Regions from separate parts of the Macaca mulatta genome. Here region 1 is linked to region 2. A link is a contact called in public Hi-C data. All regions are on one chromosome and are shown on one strand. The core of a region is the stretch at or near the end of the contact, and the rest is flanking DNA. Distances in the headings are between cores, read along the strand shown.

Region 1 (4,798 bases), core at 2,236-4,735, 520 kb before region 2:
TGGGTCCCTACCTGAGAGGACTATCTTTAAACAGGGTGCTCTGGCTCCCGGCCACTGAGCTCCCTCCGCTGCTGCTGCTGCCATCATCGTCACCCTGGGAGTAGCGCGTGAGGCGCTGGCTTCTTCGGGACATGATGAGGTAGGATGTGGACTCTTCCCCTGAAGAGAATCTAAGGAGAGAGAGGAGGAGGAGGACTGGATGTGAGGCCTGGGGCTGTCCCCAGCTCCCCTCTGGAGGAGGTGGAATGGAGGCATCACCTCACAGCCGAGAACAGACCATCCCCCGACCCCTGGCATTCAGTCTAAACAGCCCTGATGGGGGGCAAGGCAGGGATCTGTGAAGCACCCCCGCACTGTGCATTGGCTGGAGTCGTGCCCGGCCTGGGGCTCACTTAGCGACTCTGGAGCCTCTTCCAGGGCGCTTTCCACAGGCTTCCCAATTTTCAGTTTCCTTGTCTTTATCCTTCGTGGTGCTGAGCTCCGCACAAGCCAGAACTGGGTCTTCCTCGACCTCTAACAAGTAGCAGAGACTCTGGCACGTGACAGGCACCTGCAAACTTCTGGTCACTGCCTGCACGCCCGGTCGTCCAGCCATCCCACCTGCCTTCTCCCTAAAGACTTCTCCCAGTCTCGCTCTAGCTGTGTCCCTTTGCTGACATACGCTCGTTGATCGAGGGCCCCAGCGAACCTTGATGGAAAACCTTCCCCATGTAGACCCCACCTATGTTCTTCTTCTTTTTTTTTTTTGAGACAGAGTCTCGCTCTGCTGCCCAGGCTGGAGTGCAGTGGTGCAATCTCGGCTCACTGCAACCTCTACCTTCCCGGTTCAAGTGATTCTCCTGCCTCAGATTCCCAAGTGGCTGGGATTACAGGTGTGCGCCACTGTGACCGGCTAATTTTTGTATTTTTAGTAGAGAGGAGATTTCGCCATGTTGGCCACGCTGCTCTCAAACTCCTGACCTCAGGTGATCCACCCACCTCGGCTTCCTAAAGTACTGGGATTACAGGCATGAGCCACCACGCTCAGTCAAAAGCATTTTTCTTTTTTCTGTTTTTTATAGTAGAGACGGGGTTTCACCAGGTTGGCCAGGCTCCCACCTACGTCCTAATGGTGCTCGCACTCTGTCCCCATGGTGCACATTGTGCTGCCACATCTTGGTAAGATGATGATAAAATGTAAGTGTCTGCTGGGTCCAGGCTCCTTGTATACCCCATTTATGATTATTAGAAGCAAGGTAGGTATCATGACTCCCATTTACAAGGGAAGAACCTGGACATTGAGGCAATGGGTAAGTTGCGTACAGTCCCCAGCCTGTAAGTGACAAAGCCAGGGTTTGGGCTCAGCTCTGACAGGCTGTAGGGCCTGGGTCTTTCTACTCAGCCATAAAGTTTTCCAGTTGTTTCAGGAATGTATTGAAGATTCTAGAATCTTTTTTAGCCCCACACATGTGCAAAACAAGGCTGTATACAAACTTGTTACACAACAAATATCTGGTAGCAAACTAACAAAATAGGGAGGAGGAGGGCAGCATGAGTTACAGTCAGTGCCGGTCACCACGTGGGGCAGAGATCAAGGCTCTGGAATTGATAATGAGGACAAAGAAAGCCAGAGTGCAAAGATCTGGCAAAAGGTGGCATTCTGTGACTGGAGGCAGATTAATGAACCGCTAAGGTCTAGACACCCAAATTCAAAGTCCTCGACTGCCAACATGAGGAGTCTCAACGTTAGTGCCTCCGCTGGCCTGTATGACAAAGTCACTTGAGAATTCCTAGCACTTGCTTGTGACTTTTGATCACTTCTGATATTCCTGGTTGATACTTAAATGACCCGTTCTCTGGGTTGCGTGGCAGGTATAGAAGTACACTTCCCAACCCAGGCTGCAGAAACCCGAAGGTCTGGTTAGTCCAGCTAGAAAGTCCTCCTCTGAAACACAAGCAGCCTCATGTCCTGGCCTTCTTGGCGTCTTCCCAGGTCAGATGCCCATCTGGCATCCCCCCCTACTTTTAGCTGGTGTTGGAAAAGGGACCGATTGGTAGTAGGAAAAGCAGGAAGTTGGCCTGGGTCCTTGTGTCTATTCCTGTCCTTATAAGGTAATCCCCCCTCCCCCCTCCCTGCCCTGGCCTGTGCCACCCCTACCTGAAGCCTCCAGCTGCCCACACAGGGACTCCTCTTAGCCCCTGTCCTGCTGAAGGAGGTGACACCTTTGCCCAGGGCAGAAACAAGGCGACATGTTTATACCATACCCAAGCTGCTGCTGGGAAGAACTAAATATTCTGATGGGGGTTGAGTGGGGAGTGCTGAAACTGTCAGCACCCGCCTCTGCCCTGCCAGAACTCCCAGAGATGCCTCTTAGTCTCTCCTGAGGTATCCTGGCATCACAAAACAGCTTACCACTGAGTCTGGGTTTCACAAGATGAAAAAGGTCGAGGCCCCATTCTCCAAAACAAGAAGTGAGCCTCTAGGAGCTGAAATCTACTACTGGGCATCAGAACAGACACCACCCCCGCCCCACCTCCTCCCCAACAATCAGTTAAGAAACGCTCACCTAAAGCATCCTTCCCCACTTCTCAGCTGGGCGACATGCTTTTCTCAATTCCGCCCTTCCCCATCACAAACATCTCCATCCATCTTCAGACTTAACCCAGATCTGGGGCATCTTCCTCGTGACATTTCCACTCCCTGGGCACAGTCAGGCCACACGCCCTTGTGGGACGTGCCAAATGGCCGGTGCTAACTCCCCCTGCCTTCATTCCCACAGGCCGAACCTGCAGAAATCGTCACCAAAGGCGCGCCTTCAAGGCTCTGTAAGTCACACCGCGGCCCCCATTGCTTTGTTTTGTTTTGTTTTGTTTTGTTTTAGAACTGAACAAAACAGGCCTTCCTCCGAGGCCCTGAGTTCTGACAGGCAGAGGCTGGGAACTGCCTGTCCCTGGAAACGGCTTGTCTGGCACAAAACCCGTAGACGCTGCCCGGGGCCGGGTTGGGGCAGCCGGCCTTTGCCCTCCTCCTCCCGGGAGGCTGCCCGGGAAGTCTCGCCCGCAGACACCGCCCTCCCGGCTGACCAGTGGCGCGGCGGGCGCGGCGGGGGCCGGGAGGTGAGTCACGGCGCGGGCCGCGGACCCGGGTGGGGACTGGAGCCGGCCCAGCGCGGCCCGGAGAGGAGGAAGCAGGCCTGGTCGGGCGGCCCCGCCCAAGCGGCCCGACGGTGACCCGGGGTCAGGCCAGCCCGCTGCCCCTCACCCTCTCCTGCGCTCGCCCGCACTCACCTGCTGCCGCGGCGGCTCCTAACCCGGCCGGGGGCGTTCGAGGCCCGCCCGCCGCCGGGGCGCGCCCCCTTTCCGCGTGGGGATCCCGCGGGCGGTGCTCCGCGCAGGGCGAGACGGCGGCCGGGCCCGGGGCGCGCGGGCACGCGAAGAGCGGCGACGCGGGACGACGCAGGCGGGCGGACAATGCGGCCGGCGGAGGCCCGCGCTGCGCGAGTGGGGCCGGGCGGCGCGCGTGTGGCCGACTGTGTATGTGTGCGCCTGTCAGTCAACGCTGACAGGCCGCAGCCCATTGGCCAGGCCCTGCCGGCCGTTGCCGCCCACCGCCGCCACCCATTGGCCGGTTTGAACACAAAGCCCCGGCTCGCCCCGCCCTCGCGTGGGCCCAGCTGCCCGGCACGCTCAGCCTAGGAGTCCGCGCGTGGGAGGCGCTGAGCGGGCGGGGACCCCCAGGCCGCGGGAAGACGCGACGGGAGGCTGTGCTGGGGCTCGGGCTCGGCAGGGCACTGGACTCCAGATCTGGAGGCTCAGAGCTCCTGAGACCGCTCCGAGCGCCCCCACGCGCGCCCGCAGGCTGGCTCACCAGGCCGGCGTCCGAGGGAAAGGTGGGAGTCCCCGGAGCAGCAGCGCGCGGGTGGCCCTTGGTGCGCTCTCGGTGAGGCTGTCGAGGGCTTGCTCAACACCCGGCACCGGTGCTGTTGTCCTCTTAGCCGACCATGTCAACACCCATTTTACAGACAAGGAAACAGGTTGCTAATTTTGGGATTCCAGACATGCTGGGAGGCCCTGCCTCTTCCCAAGCTTTACCCAGAGCACCCAAGTTTCACGACAGCTCTTCTGTTGTTTGTCTTAAATAGATTTTCTATTTTATTTAAATAGAGACGAGATCTCACTATGTTTGCCTAGGCTGGTCACGAACGCCCGAGCTCCAGTGATCCTTCCGCCTCGGCTTCCCAAAGTACTAGGATTACAGGCATGAGCCACCGCGCCCAGCCAGCTCTTCTGTTTTAAGGACGGTGCTTGCCGCACTTGAGCTGTGGGAAGGCAGGACTGGCCACTCATTGTTATACCTTACTCAAACTTGGAACGAGTGCTCAGCATTTGAGTAAAATGCCGCCTGACTCCGGGGGTCCTGTTCCTTGGCTCACCACCCGCCAACTGTACAGATAGAGCAGGTGCACGGTTTGGGATGAATCACTTTCTGTGCCAGCCCTTCTAAGGGAAGGTGAACAGTCGTTATTGTACTTTGAAAATACCAAGAGGAAACGAGACAAGAATGACAAAATCACAGGAAGGCACAGGAAGGCTCTGGGGTCGGGGGATTGAGGAAAGGCAAAACCCTCATGCTAAAGTGGCTTCAGCCCAACTCCAGACAAAACCAGTCCCCTTTCCTGGGCCTACATTGCCCGCTCTGGAAAGAGAAGAGTCTCCTGCTCCTCCAGCCTCCTGGAGACCCTGGTGCTGGCCATTATCACTCCTAGGTTTAGACTGCAAGCTCTTTGAGGACATGGACAAGCTCTCCAGAGCCTGGTAC
Region 2 (4,225 bases), core at 556-3,055:
AAAAAATATCAGGACCCTAGATAACCAAATACCTGTCCAGCTTCAATTCTCTTCTACAGAAACCTCTGGAGGCAGACAAGATTTGCTATTTATCTGGAAAATTCAAGTGTCCTAAATATAACTGGGACACAGAAATAGCTCTGAGCTCAGTTTAGAGTCAATATCAATTGTCTAACGTTAATGTCTCCATGGCTCAGCAACCAGTGCTGTTAGACATCTCTAAGTAGAAAACACACAGGTAAGTGGCCATTATTCAAGCTTTTAGGCGAAATGCACGTGAACAAGTAAAACATGAATGAGGCACTTCTTATTCCAGCCTCAGCAGCTCCAACCCCCCATACTAGTGTTACTTCTCTTTGCTAAGGCTCCTGGCAAATTTACTATGCTCTGAAAGCAATACCCCACTCCGCACCTAAAGCAAACAGTGCCGGCCATCTGTAGCCTTGGAATATTCCCGCACCTAAAGCGAACAGTGCCGGCCATCTGTAGCCTTGGAATATTAGTCTTGAGGTTGTCCGCTGTCACAGAAGTTCTGACAACCTGTAACTCCAGCTTAAAAAAAAAAGTCTGCCCTCTGCTAACAGCTTGACTCCATCTCTCCAGTTTCCCTCCCCCTCCACTCCTATCCCCCAACTTTCAGGAGGCCTGTACATACTAGATCCTGGCCTGTCGACTTCCCGCACGATGTGGGTCATGCCAGCCTTGTATCCCAGGAAGGCTGTGAGGTGGACCGGCTTAGACGGATCATCTTTAGGGAAGCTCTTAACCTTCCCGCGATGCCTGCTGCTGCGCTTCCGAGGCAGGAAGCCGAGCGACCCATGTCTGGGAGCCGAGAACTTTCTGTGAGACTGGGGGGGGGAAAAAATCACCGTCAGCACCAGACACCCAGCAAACCGAGTAAAAAGATAATTATCTCCTCCAGGCTCGCACATGTCAAGAATGTTTTTGTATTCAACAAAATTTAAGCTGAATCTAATTTCAAATCCTCTCAACCTGTAAGAAAACGAGCCATCCGTTTTTTTCTCTAACACCACACAAAAATACACTTAGTGACACTAAAAACTGCTCAACAGGCAGCTTTATGTGCCAATTAGCAAGGTTTTGACCACTAAAGAAAGGCACTCCAGGGACAAATAAATGCTGGGTAGCAACTAGCCAATACTACGCTATGGGCTGCCTCTAGCGCCCGGACACTAACTACACCGATACACGTAGGCCAGAGAACTCGGCAGAGCCAAATCAGAACATGACAATCAGCACACAGTTTCTGTCCGCCCGTCAATAAGTTCATCATCTGTGGCTTCTGGGAGCTCCAGAGGCCTTCGGAGTGCACAAGCGGTCCCAGATATTTCAAGAGGACTCCACAACATTCTCCTCCCGCAAGCTTCTTTACCTCCCAATGAGAACGGTGCCGAGAACCCCCACCCAAGGTCCTCCTATCCAGACAAGCTGCTTATGGGCCCTAATCCCAACTAATGATGGAGTTGGTGAGATCGAAACTCAGCAATGACTCATGGCTTTAAAAATGCCGGGCCTCCAAGCCTGCTCCCACCCTTACGGCCTGTCTCTGGCCGACCTGCAGGCCCAAAGCCAGTCCTCCAAGCGCTCTTCTCCACAAGCCTCTCGACTTTCCAGAAAATAGGCCTGACTGAGGCCCCCGCTGGGTCGCCTGTGCCCCTAGAGCAAGCCCCGGCGCCGGCCAAGCTGGGATGGCGGCGATGCGTCGCGGATTCAGCCGTGCCGACGCCGGTGACAATGAATCGGACGCCATTACAGTACATACCATCACGCCATCAAATCCCGCCGGTAGAGGTCGACTTGTTGTCGGTGTCCGCTATATAAAGTCAGATCTGGCTCCGCCCCTTCCGGCGTGCGAGCGCGCCCCCGCGGCAGACGTCGGGTCGGGGGGCACGTACCGAGCGCCATTTCTACGCATGCTCTTCCGCGCCTAACTTTCGTTCCGAGGTGGACGTCAGCTTCTGGGACCGAAATTAGACACTCTACGGCGAGGGGTCGGGTTCAAACTTAATGAAAAGCCACGGAGAAGCGGGCTGAGGGTTTGGTGTGCCACAACTCTACGGCGTCCGGCAGCAGCCAAATTTGATAATAATGAAGAAAAATGGCTGCGTCGCTTTTCTTCCTGTGATATGCAGCTATCTCTGGAATTGGCGAGGAAAGACTGAAACCCTTGTTTCCTGGCTCCGACGCTGGTTTTGCCGCGACACCAACTTGCCTTTAATACCTTTAATCTCGGGCATCCTTCCCTCAAGCCCTGTCTCTACCATTTCTCCCATGCTAATGCAGTGGCCTGCACTTGATTCTGAGAGTCTCAGGAGCGTCCCAAGCCTGCGGAACGGCCTCACGACCTCGGGTCATGCCGAGTCCAGCTGCCCAGCCTCCCTGAGCCCCACGCCTTCCAGACCTCTGCATCAACAAGGACTTTCGCTGATCTCCGCTTGGGCTCCAGGGTAACTCGGGTCCTGACCGTTTCCCTGCCTACAGGCTCCTCCCTTACGAATCTTTTTTTTTTTTTTTTTTTTTTTTTTTTTTGAGACGGAGTCTCGCTCTGTCGCGCAGGCTGGAGTACAGTGGCGCGATCTCGGCTCACTGCAACCTCCGCTTCCGGGGTCACGGTTCAAGCAATTCTCTTGCCTCAGCCTCCCGAGTAGCTGGGATTACAGGAATGCGTCCGGCTAAATTTTTTTTTTTTTTTTTTTTTTTGTATTTTTAGTAGAGACGGGATTTCACCATGTTGGCCAGGCTGGTCTTGAACTCCTGACCTCGTGATCCGCCCGCCTCGGCCTCCCAAAGTGCTGGGATTACAGGCGTGAGCCACCGCGCCCGGCCCCCTACAAATCTAAGAATCAAGTATCTCGTTACTTTACAAGGATCCCTCGTCGTTTCCTCGGAATTAAGCATCAACTTCAGCGGCCACGGAAGACGCTCTCCTAACCGTCTACTTCAGCCTCATGGCTGAACCCTAGCACACGCTCTCATATCACCTTCTGCTTCCTCCGTCCCACCCTGTCATCTTTTATTCTGGGCCTGGCCTTCGCTCCCACCGTGGTTTAAAAAACATTCTCTCGGCCATAATCCCAACAATTTGGGAGGCTGAGGCAGGCGGATCACCTGAGGTCAGGAGTTCTAAACCAGCCTGGCCAACCTGGCGAAACCCCGTCTCTATCAAAAATACAAAAATTAGCCCGGCACGATGGTGTGCGTCTTTAATCCCAGCTACTTGGGAGGCTGAGGCGAGAGAATCGCTTGAACCCAGGAGGCGGAGGTTGCAGTGAGCTGAGATTGCCAGTGCATTCCAGCCTGGGCTACAGAGCGAGACTCCGTCTCAAAAAAAAAAAAAATCTCAATCCTCACACCATCCCCAAAGGACATAACTGATAGATCTTCAATCCATTATTAGAAATCCTGGGGGCCACATATGTTTCAAAATTCAGCATTTTTTTAGTTTTAGAAAGGTACTATGGTGCACCCACTGTATATTATGTAATCCAGTACTCTTTAAAGAAAAACAATATTCTGTAAGGAAACATGAATATTCACATTGAGTGGGATAAATATAAATAGACTCACATCAGTTCAAGGCTGACTTTGCTGCCCAAAAAATGCATCAGTTTACTTTTTGCTGCCAAATAATTTAAGAAGCGTTTTAAAATTTCGGGATACAGGCCGGGCACGGTGGCTTATGCCTGTAATCCCAACACTTCAGAAGGCCGATAGGGGTGGATCACCTGAGGTCAGGAGTTTGAGACCAGCCTGACCAACACAGTGAAACCTCGTCTCTACTAAAAATACAAAAATTAGCCGGTTGTGGCTGCACGCCTGTAGTCCCAGCTACCCCGGAGGCTGAGGCAGGAGAATTGCTTGAATCAGGAGGCAGAGGTTGCAGTGAGCCGAGATTGCACCACTGTGCTCCAGCTTAGGTGACCAATCAGGATTCTCAAAAAATAAAAAAATAAAAAAATAAGGCCAGGTGTAGTGGCTCATGCCAAATCCCCAGCACTTTGGGAGGCCAAGGTGGGTGGATCATCTGAGGTCAGGAGTTTGAGACCAGCCTGGCCAACATGGTGAAACCCCGTCTGTAGTAAAAATACAAAAATTAGCCAGGGGTGGTGGCAGGCACCTGTAATCCCAGCTATTTGGGAGGCTGAGGCAGGAGAATTGCTTGAACCTGGGAGGTGGAGGTTGCAGTGAGCCAAGATCATGCCAT

The links. A called contact is a pair of places that touch in the nucleus more often than the background predicts.
Region 1: a Hi-C map of fetal cortex germinal zone shows a contact between it and region 2, with 2.7 times the contacts expected there. The contact joins the promoter of SUN2 here to the promoter of RPL3 in region 2. A contact is called at or near these places in 2 of 14 Hi-C or Micro-C datasets (fetal cortex germinal zone and fetal cortical plate).

The regions. Positions count from the first base shown.
Region 1 is chr10:12,764,528-12,769,325 of T2T-MMU8v2.0, reverse strand. SUN2 (Sad1 and UNC84 domain containing 2) reads right to left here and starts at 3,485. Exons shown (of 18, transcript XR_013399019.1): 1 at 3,268-3,485; 2 at 12-170. It also overlaps a transcript of GTPBP1 not described here.
Region 2 is chr10:12,239,190-12,243,414 of T2T-MMU8v2.0, reverse strand. RPL3 (ribosomal protein L3) reads right to left here and starts at 1,805. Exons shown (of 10, transcript NM_001193554.1): 1 at 1,784-1,805; 2 at 656-848. The coding sequence starts at 1,786. It overlaps LOC114670668 (small nucleolar RNA SNORD43), which reads right to left and starts at 1,299; the gene lies at 1,236-1,299.